Linked DNA regions of Callithrix jacchus: region 2 is linked to region 1. A link is a contact called in public Hi-C data. All regions are on one chromosome and are shown on one strand. The core of a region is the stretch at or near the end of the contact, and the rest is flanking DNA. Distances in the headings are between cores, read along the strand shown. Region 1 overlaps TMEM14A (transmembrane protein 14A). Region 2 holds the start of LOC100401098 (glutathione S-transferase alpha-4).

Evidence for each region. A called contact is a pair of places that touch in the nucleus more often than the background predicts.
Region 2: a Hi-C map of induced pluripotent stem cells shows a contact between it and region 1, with 2.3 times the contacts expected there. The contact joins the promoter of LOC100401098 here to the enhancer-like site in region 1.

What each region holds. Positions count from the first base shown.
Region 1 is chr4:61,066,865-61,072,228 of calJac240_pri, reverse strand. The region is part of intron 7 of TMEM14A (transmembrane protein 14A); the gene reads right to left. Among named protein-coding and RNA genes, the nearest start is that of TMEM14A, 33 kb to the right of the region's middle. Within about 2 kb of position 2,533, at least 5 of the 16 cell types and tissues checked have an H3K27ac peak or open chromatin away from gene starts, as enhancers often do.
Region 2 is chr4:61,182,016-61,187,379 of calJac240_pri, reverse strand. LOC100401098 (glutathione S-transferase alpha-4) reads left to right here and starts at 2,393. Exons shown (of 7, transcript XM_008994578.5): 1 at 2,393-2,430.

The sequences.
Region 1 (5,364 bases), core at 1,284-3,783:
TCCCTTCATAGGAAGAAAGAGGAGGTCTCCCTCCCTACTGTCTTCAAGCCTGGGATCTTAAAATATAGGTGGATATATATAGTCATTTTTTTCTCTGGCATGCCACTGTCCAGGAGAGATGAGGATGGAACAATTTCTAGCTTCAGCCGTGTGCTAAGAACCATAACTTATGCTTCCCCAGAAAATCTAAGATCTAGGAGGTTAGAGCCAGGACACTGATCCTGATTGCACATTTTCATAATGTGAGCTTTGCCACAATTGGGTATGTTAGAGCAGACAGAGACATGGGAATCATGTATTTTAAGTTTACAAAGGGTTAGGTCAATTCACCCCAACCAAGATATTTCAAGATGTCTTCCTAAGAGGTACCCTTTGAACATTTACTTGCTCCCTCTCCAGCAGGTAAACATCCCAAGGGTAGACTCTTATACTCTCACTCTGCAATAGAGTTTTCAACCTTATCATATCCAGCCTTCCCTAGTTTACAACAGATATTTTATCATTTATTATTATTATCCTGAAGTGAACTTTATAAGGTTTACCTCATAATGGTTGGTGCTGGGAATACAAGATGAATAAGGTATAATAATCCAGCCTTTAAGGGGTGCATAATTAAGCCCAAGGAAAAAGATTTGCACATAAAGAATTACAAGTCAATATGTAAGGTTGTATTAAAGAAGGTTCCTGCAGGTAGCAAAATGACCACTCAAAAACAGTGGCTGAAGAGGCCGGGCATGGTGGCTTATGCCTGTAATCCCAGCACTTTGGGAGGCTGAGGCAGGTGGATACATTGAGGTCAGGAGTTTGAGATCAGCCTGGCCAACATGGAAATGCTGTCTCTACTTAAAAAAAAAAACAAAAATTAGCCAGTGCGGTGGTGCACACCTCTAGTTCCAGCTACTCGGGAGGCTGCAGCAGAAGAATTGCTGAGCTCAGGAGGCGGAGTTTGCAGTGAGCCAAGATTGTGCCACTGTACTCCAGGATAGGTGACAGGGCAAGACTCCATCTCAAAAAAAAAACAACAAAAAAAACCAAACAACCAAACAAAAAGAGTGGCTGAAGAAAGTTTAATGAAATACCTATTGTATTAGTCTGTTCTCACACTGCTATGAAGAAATACCCAAGACTGGATAATTTATAAAGGAAAGAAGTTTAATTGACTCACAGTTTCACATGGCTGGGGAGGCCTCAGGAAACGTACAGTTATGGTGGAAGGCACCTCTTCATAGGGTGGCAGGAGAGAGAATTAATGCCCAGAGAGTAGGGAAGCCCCTTATAAAACCATCACATCTTGTGAGAACTCACTCAGTATCATGAGAACAGGATGGGGAAACTGCCCCATGATTCCATTTTCTCCACCTGGACCCTCCCATGACACATGGGGATTATGAGAACTACAATTCAAGGTGAGATTTGGATGAGGACACAGCTGAACCATATCACCTATTTACAAAGCTGGGGTAGGGTTAAGCTACCGCAAGGGATGGTGAAGCACCCTGGGGCTCTACTTCCCCTGGCCCTCATTAAGACAAGAGCAGAAAGCAGTACAGGGATCTAGGAAAACACTGAGTGTCACAGCTACAGGAAAAGTCTGGCCAATAGGAACTGATGGCTTTCACAGAGAAAGGCACCCACTGGCAACCTAAGTAGCCCCAGAGACACAGACAGTTTATAAAAATCATGAATGACTGGAAAGTATGATAATAATTATTACTGATTTGCTCTTGTTACCCATTGTATGCTATATATAGTTTATCATAGTGAAAAAATAAAAGGAAATTTATTTTTAATTCTGGGCATAAAGAGAGAGATATATAATATTTACCATACCAGATGTTAAGCATCTGAATATCACTCCTGGGTAGTCTGTGACATAAAAGTATGAAGATTTTTGTTAAGAAGTAATTAACATTTGGTATTTAATATTTATACCATCCACCATTTTCATAGTGAGATTCTCTATGTATGTGTGGGTATATAATTGAAGTGGATATTAATTTTTCTGCACTGGGGGAATTGGGTCAAGATTTGAGCCATTAGGTATATCGACTTGACAGTTTTCCAGCATATTCTCAAAGAACTAATATGTTTTAACAATCAGAGTGCTTAGATGAGGCAGCTATGAATCAGCACAAATTTAATCTGTGTTGACTTTGCTTTGCTTTACCTCCTACCTTTCTCCAATCTTTACTAACCTTCCCTCTGCACTCAGTAACTATGAGTTATATATTAACTATTCAATATATTTGTCATTTGAACCTTTGAATACTTGCAACATTCTAAGTCAACAGGACTGCTAAGCATACCTCGTAGGAAAAAAATGTAGACTTTAACCTCAGAAATTGATGAAATATTCTCAAGGATTATGGTTCCAATAAATACTGTTTATTTTATTAACAGTTCTATTCAATAAAAGTTTATAGAGCACCTACTTTGTTTCCTGAATTGTTTTAGGCACAGAGAATGCCAAGAAAGACTAAGTCTTGAATGACAGGAACCAGAAGATCCAGTGTGAGAGGGTCTTAGTCAGAGGGAACAAGACAGGGTGTTGGTCAGGAACAAGTTGGGTGTGCTTCAGGTACGTGAGTACTGTGGGAGCATGGTGAGGAAGCATTGAAAGATGAGGCCAGCATGGGTGTTTTAGTTATCAACTGTTGTATACCAAATCACCCCAAAGTTTAGGGACTTAAAGGAACAAACATTTATTATCTAACACAATTTCTGAAGGTCAGGAATCTGGGAGCAGCTTAGCTGGGTGGTTCTGAATCAGCATCTCTCAGAATGTTGCAGTCAAGTCACTTGACTGGGGCTAGAGGATCTGTTTCCAAGGTGGCTTACTCACATGGCTGTTGGCACAGGTCTCTGTTCCTCTCTAAAAGCTGGAAATACATCTCACTTCTTTAGCATATCTGCTTCTCTGTAGGACTGCTTGAGTCTCCTTAGGACACAGCAGCTAGCTTCCCTTGGAGTATGTAAGCAAGAGTGAAACTACAATGTCTTTTTTTTAATTTTTATTTTACTTTAGGGGCATACTATATCTGGCATTTCTCCTCATGTTATCCCTCCCCACCCCCTGCTGTCCCTCCCCTAACCTCCTCAACTGCCCCCAGTGTGTGATGCTCCTCTCTCTGAGTCCACATGTTCTCATTGTTCAACACTCACCTGTGAGTGAGAACACATGGTGTTTGGCTTCCTGTTCTTGTGTCAGTTTGCTGAGAATGATGATTTCCAGATTCATCTGAGTCCCTGCAGAGGACACAAACTCATCATTTGTTATGGCTGTGTAGTATTCCATGGTATAAATGTACTATATTTTCTTAGTCCGGTCTATCATCGATGGGCGTTTGGGTTGGTTCCAGGTCTTTGCTATTGTACACAGGGCTACAATGAACGTATGTGTGCATGTATCTTTATAATAGAACGATTTATAGTTCTTTGGGTATATACCCAGGAATGGAATTGCTGGGTCAAATGGAATTTCTATTTCTAGATCCTTCAGAAACTCCACACTGTACAAAAACAAGCAATGGGGAAAAGACTCCATTTTTAAGAAATGGTGTTTGGAAAACTGGCTAGCAATGTGCAGAAAGCAGAAACTAGACCCCTACCTGTCACCTTACACTACAATTAACTCCAGATGGATTAAAGATTTAAACATAAAACCTAACACCATAAAAACACTAGAAGAAAATGTAGGCAGAACCATTCAGGACACAGGCATAGGCAAGGACTTCATGACTAAAACACCAAAAGCAACAGCAATAAAAGCTAAGATAGACAAATGGGATCTAATTAAACTCCAGAGCTTCTGTACAGCAAAAGAAACCATCATTAGAGCGAATCGGCAACCAACAGAATGGGAAAAATATTTTGCAATCTACCCATCTGACAAAGAGCTAATATCCAGAATCTACAATGTCTTTTATGACCTAGTGGTGGATGATAGAGATGGGCTGAGGAGATCACCTCAGGTGAGAGAGCAGTTGGAGAAGAGAAGGCTCAGGTGGAACCAGCCAACGTGTCTGAGGAGGAGGGGGTCAGTGAAGTAGAAGGAGGTTTAAGAAAGTGTGGCATCATGAAGCCAACAGACTGGCAAGAGGACATGAGTGGACACTGAATTTGGCACCATGGAGGCTACTGCTGACCTCAGGAGAGAAGATAGGGCATGAGCCTGACTGGAGTGGGCTGAGGAAAAAACGGGACTTGAGGAAGTGGAGACAACAACCAATGACAGCCCTTTTGAGAAGTTTTGCTCCAAAAAAGGCAGATAGTTGGGACAGTAGACTTTATCAGTGATCTAGAAAAGGAAGGGAAGGTTGAGTAGGCTGGGCTCATTCATCTGCAATTGTGGCAAGTCGCCTAAGAGTGGCTGAGGCTGTGCATTGAACTCTTAACAGCCACCAGAAAGGTCCCTTGGCTCTGGGCAGGGCGCCATCTGGTGCTCAGTTGCAGAGCTGGACTGACAGAGTAGGTTGGGCAATGCCTTTGCTAGAACAGAGATTTTTCTTCTCACAAATTTTAAATCCATGTTAGAGTAAACTGCCAAAAGAACAACTAAAAAATGACGACTGAAAGATGGAGGTGGACAGTTCTCCCACTTCCTTTAAACCCCTTCCAGTTTATTCCACTTTGTCTTTCTTACTCTCTCATCCTCTTGACCTTAATCCATGAGTCCCTCTGTGTTTCCTTTTCCACTGTCCATTTCTATGATGCAGAATCTAGTGATACAGCTACAAACCAAGAGACACCAAAGATTGCAGGCAGCCAGAAACCAGGAGACAGGCTCTCCCTTAGAGCCTCAGAAGTAACTGGTTTTGCTGATATCTGCATTTTGGACTTCTGGCCTCAGACTTGTGCAAGAATAATTTCTTCAGCTGCTCTGTCCTCTGGAAGGCTTCCTTCTGCTTAGAAACAGGCCCAGGACTCCACTATGCTAACCTTCTTAGCCATATACCCACACTCCTCAGAAGAAACCAAAAAACACTCCACGACAAATTTTTAAAATTCTTTATCCCTGGCTCGTTTTCCCTTTTGCTATTTCCTTATTTTCACATCTAAAACTTGAGTAGTCTACATTCTAGCTCTACTTCCTCTCTCAAAGTCTTGAATTTTGATTTCCTACTTAATGAACTAATCATCTCAGTTCTGCGAGTTCCAACGTCTTTTCTCAGTCCATCTTTGACTCCTGTATCGCAAATTCCAGCCAAACCTCCCTTTTCCATCAGCAGCTTTCTACCAGTCTCCCACCCTTCACCAAGCGCTAGTGCTCACATTTTCCTGTGGCTCATTTTTTCTTAGCTTCATGATTTATATATCTTCTTTGCCAACATGTTGTTACATGGATCCCACCAAGTCCTGCTTCAT
Region 2 (5,364 bases), core at 1,144-3,643, 120 kb before region 1:
CCTGGTGTCTAGGACAGAAGTGCCAGGGGATCCATAATAAAGCCACACTTTCAGAGACGTTTTGGCAGATTGAGTGCCTGAAGAAACAGCTGACTCTGACTTTCTTCCTGTCCTCGCCTGGCCTAGGCAGTTCTGCAGGGACCAGCCTCCCTGGGGGAGAAAGTGAATCCCACGGGACAGGGGCTGCAACAGATAGTAACCAGCAGGGGCTTTTGTATTTGCTGATGTTCCCTCATGGCTGAATGTGCATTTCATTCCTTCAACCCAAATAACAACCCTCAGAACATTGTATGGCAGGCTCTGTCTTCTTCCAGTAGCGCTAACATCCCCATGTGAGGGAATTCTTTTCTGATCATGAGATCTACAGAGCTTCCCATATATTCATATACCTCTTTCTGTTTATTTGTTTGTTTTTGTTTGAGATGGAGTCTCACTCTGTCACCCAAACTGGAGTGCAGTGGTGTGATCTTGGCTCACTGCAACCTCCACCTCCCAGGTTCAAGCCATTCTCGTGCTTCAGCCTCTCGAGTAACTGGGATTACAGCCATGCACTGCCACACCTAGCCAATTTTGTATTTTCAGTAGAGATGGGTTTTTCCATGTTGGCCAGGCTGGTCTTGAAGTCCTGACCTCAAGTGATCCACCTGCCTCAGCCTCCCAAAGTGTTGGGATTACCAGCATGAACCACTGTGGCTGGCCCCCACATACCTTTCTTATCCTGTTATTTTCTTCACAGCACTCAGCACCCTCTGGCTTGCTTATTTGTTTAATTAATCCAATCTGTGTCTCTATATTTGAAGTGGCTTGCTTGTATATGCACAGTTGAGTCTTGTTTTTTTAATCTACTCATGATAGTCTTTGTCTTTTTATTTGTTTATTTATTTGAGATGGAGTTTCATTCTTGTTGCCCAGGGTGGAGTGCAATGGCACGGTCTCCACTCACTGCAACCTCCGCCTCCCACGTTCAAGCAATTCTCCTGCCTCAGCTTCCCGAGTGGCTGGGATTACAGGTGTCTGCCACCACAACTTTTTTTTTTTTTTTTGTATTTTTAGTAGAAACAGGGTTTCACCATGTTGGCCAGGCTGGTCTTGAACTCCTGATCACAGGTGATCCACCTGCCTTAGCCTCCCAAAGTGCTGGGATTACAGGTGTGAACCACTGCACCCGGCAAGTGTTTGTCTTTTAATTGGTGTATTTAAGACCATTCACACTTAAAGTAATTATTGATGTAGTTGGATGTGTACCTACCAAGTTTGTAGCTGTTTCCTACTGTTCCTCCTTTGTTTCTTTTTTTGTCTTCCATTTCTATGGTATATTAGGGTTCTCTAGGGGGATAGAACTAATAGGATATATATATATAAAGGAGATTTCATATATATATATATATATATGGGAGTTTATTAATTATTAACTCACATGATCTCATAGTCTCACAACAGGCTGTCTGTAAGCTGAGGAGCAAGGAGAGCCAGTCCGAGCCCCAAAACTGAAGAACTTGGAGTCTGATATTCAAGGGCAGGAAGCATCCAGCATGGGAGAAAAATGTAGCCTGGGAGGCTAGTCTAGTCTGGTCTTTTCATATTTTTCAGCCTGCTTTATATCTAGCTGCACTGACAACTGATTAGATGGTGCCCACCCAGATTAAGGGTGGGTCTGCCTTTCCCAACCCTCTGACTCAAATGTTAATCTTCTTTGGTAACACCCTCCCAAATATACCCAGGATCATACTTTGCATCCTTCAATCCAATTAAGTTGACATTCAGTATTAACCATCACATATGGTTATATGATTTATGTGATTCCATTTTCTCTGTCTCTTGGCAAATCAATTATACTTTTAAACATATTTTTAGTGGTTTCCCTAGAAATTGCAGTATGTATTGACAACTAATCCTGACCACTTTCAGGTAACACTGTATCACTTCTCAAATAGTGCAGCTACCTCAAAACAGGGTGCTCCTAATTGTTCCTTCCCATACTTTATGACTCTGCTTTCATACATTAACTTATACACAAGTTATAATCATCCAATACATTGTTGCTATTATTTAGAACAAACCACATGAAAAAAAAAATACTTACTGCCTGTCTTCTTCTTCCTCTAGAATGTAAGCACCACAAGTGCAGACATGCTGTCACACCCACCTTTGTAGAGCCAAATCCTGAAACAATACCTGGCAGAAAAGGGTACTCAGCAAACAATTGTTGAATGAACTGGTGGCATATTACCTTCTTCTTACTTGGTTAACTCAATGTGCTATTAAACATTTAAATTTAAAAAAATGTAAAGTGAAACCCCAGAGGTGTGACCCAAATTGGAATGACTGTCGGTTGATCCTTTGAGTGGGTGGAGCTTTCACTAGGAAAGGAGAGGGTTATAAACCCTCACTTAATCTCCCCCCAGCACCCTGGAGACGAGGAGAGATAAGGTGAGTAGTGAAATTCTTATATACTCTTTTTGGGGCCTGGTTGGATAGTTCTAATATTCTGCCGCCCAATTTTTCAACTTATACTCAGCAACCATTTTAACGTTGTGGTTAATTTAATGCTTATTATTTCCAAGCCTGCATCTATCAAATAAAATAAACAGATATTGTTTTCTGCAGAGTAGTTAATGCAAATGAAAAAGAACAAATGTACTAGTAGACAAGGCCTTTTGAAGGTTTTTATTGTGTACGCATAATAGATATATAATATCAGACATACTAAAATATCCCCACACCTACATCACACATTAAATGTAATTTCAAAAATAAGAAGTGGTGTTTCCGTTGATTGGTTGACATAATATGTTTAGTAGAATTTTAAAATATTTATTCTTTGGACCACTACATTTTTTCCACCACAAGCAAATGTCAGATAATTTTGAACCCAGTTGAAAAGGACATAGGTTCCAGCCGCACTGTACCATGGTGTCTAATGGGTAAACTAAGTCTTCCTGCACCTACAGATCTACTCCATGTACGCTTGGAAGATTTAATTCAAATGATCTGACCGTGGGGTCTTCCTACAGGGTTCTACATCCCCAGGGAACTGTGCCAAGATGAGAACTCAAAGTTCTGACACAAATTTTTCTAGGACTCGCCCCAGTCTTTCAACAGCAATGAGCTGCCATGTGATGGCTCACTTTGTTTATTCTCTAAGAAGTTTCAAAAACCTGGGTAGATAAAAGTCTCTTTCTTGACTCAGATATATTTTTCAACTAAATAACGTTTATAAGTCTTGGAGTTATAAGTCAATCTTTTGTGAGTTTTGGAAACATGAATCAATTCATTAGAGCCTAACTGAAAGGAAATTTAGTTTCTGAAATGAAATATAGGGCTCTCTGGAGAAGATGCTTATTATACAAGCTTGCAATAGACCTCTCTCCTTAATCATTTTACAACGTAAGTGACCATCACCTCCTCCACAGTAATATTGTTTGGTTGTTTGTGTAAAGTGCCATGTAAATTCTTGAGATCTGTTTTGGAAGGGCTGGTTCCATGTAGGAGACCATGTTTGCTGGTAACATGTCAAATCCAAATTGTTCAGTCTTTTGCTAACGTCATACGTCAGAAAAACAGAGAGAAATAATTTATAATCACTGTAACTTTGAAGTTATACTGAAACTACAATTAAGCTATACTTTAAAGCTGTACTGGAAACCTTGGTTATATTACTAACATTATCTTCCAACTTCAAAATATTCTTTCTCTGTTGAATTATACACTTAAGGCAAAAATGATAGTACATCTTCCTAAACTAGCAAATTTGAATTCAGGGCTGGCCAGGAGAGGTTTTAGTTCCAGTGACAAATTCTTACCTGCTAGTTGTGATGAAGATAGGCCATTCTGGTCAAATAGAGAAGCTAAAGTAAATGTTAAGGAGATTTCTATTGATAACAGATTTAGAATTGATATCTTATATTCTGGCCCAAAATATTGCTAAAACTGGCAGTCTTCTAAATTAGCTCCTTATAATTTTTATTATCCAGAAAACTTGCTAAAAACCTGCTTTTGCCTAACCAAATAATTGAGAAAAATGTGCTTATTTTGTCTCAATAATCCAGAATGACGGTTAACATTGTCAGTAGAATGTCACTGCAAAGAGACTGGCTGCCTTTCCAAGGTGTATTCAGCATGTAAGAGCATAGGGCAAAGTATGAATGCACAGGAGGAGAAACAAGATCATAAAGACCCTTGATGGCTGGGTGTGATGGCTCACACCTGTAATCTTAGCACTTTGGGAGGCCAAGGCAGGAAAATGGCTTGAGCCCAGGAGCTCAAGACCAATCTGAGCAATATAGGGAGACCTCATCTTTACAAAAAATAGCAAATTAACTCGGTGTGGTGGCGCACACCTATGGTCCCAGCTACTTGGGAGGCTGAGATGGGAGGATCCCTTGAACCCAGGAGGTTAAGGGTGCAGGGAGCCATGATCACACCACTGCACTGCAGCCTGGGCAACAGAGCAAGACCCTGTCTCAAAAAGAAAAAAAAGGCAATTACAACTGAAAGAAACTAAGGAGATGATCTGATTTCAAACCAATTCCTCATTTTACAGTTGAGGAAACTGACATTTCTTTCTAACCCTCCCTCAGGGCTGGAACCTACACATTTGGTACATTGTCAAATTTGGGAATCGAAGGGGGGCCTTGCCAGCTCGGACATCATGTCCCTGGTTGGGCCCAGTGCTGGGGGCGGCAGCTCTGAGGGAAGTGGCTCCCTTTTCATCTTGGTTACTGTTGAGGAGCGGGGCTCAGGATCGTGTCCCCTATGGCGTGTTGGTGGTGGAGTGCAACGCCCCTATGATCAAGTGCTGTATGGATTAAGGAAGGCACGTGAGACCTCAGCAGCTGAAGGCTGGACTTCCACTGGACTTGGAAGTTGCCACAAGACAGCTCTTAAAGAATCAATTGGCCCCTTGTCCTCTCATATCCATTTCCTGAATCTGGGCATATCAGAGGCTGCTCTCTGGTGTGAACTTGGTTTGGAGACAAAGGCTTGGAGGCGAACCAGCATCCTTGGGCAAGGACTGACTCTGGAGGGAGTTGTTCTTGACTTTGGACAACCTCACCTCCCACTCCTACATACAAGATTTTTGACATGAGTATACCCCTGCTTAGTTCCTCTTGTGGGGCTGCATTTGGGTGCTTTGCCCTCCTCACTGAGAGTGAAGGGGCGAGGGATCTCTCCAGCTGTCTCCCTGGTGGCTCTGTTTCTTCTTTCCTTCCTTGGCCTCTATCCTTTGCTGACTTCTTTCTCCTTACTGGTCAGGCTCTGGCTCCCTGGGAACTCACCTTGGGTTGGGGCAGGGAGGAGGGGGCCTATCTATTTCTTTTTCCAATCCTTCCTTGTCCAGCTGGCCTAGGTGGGTAGCATACA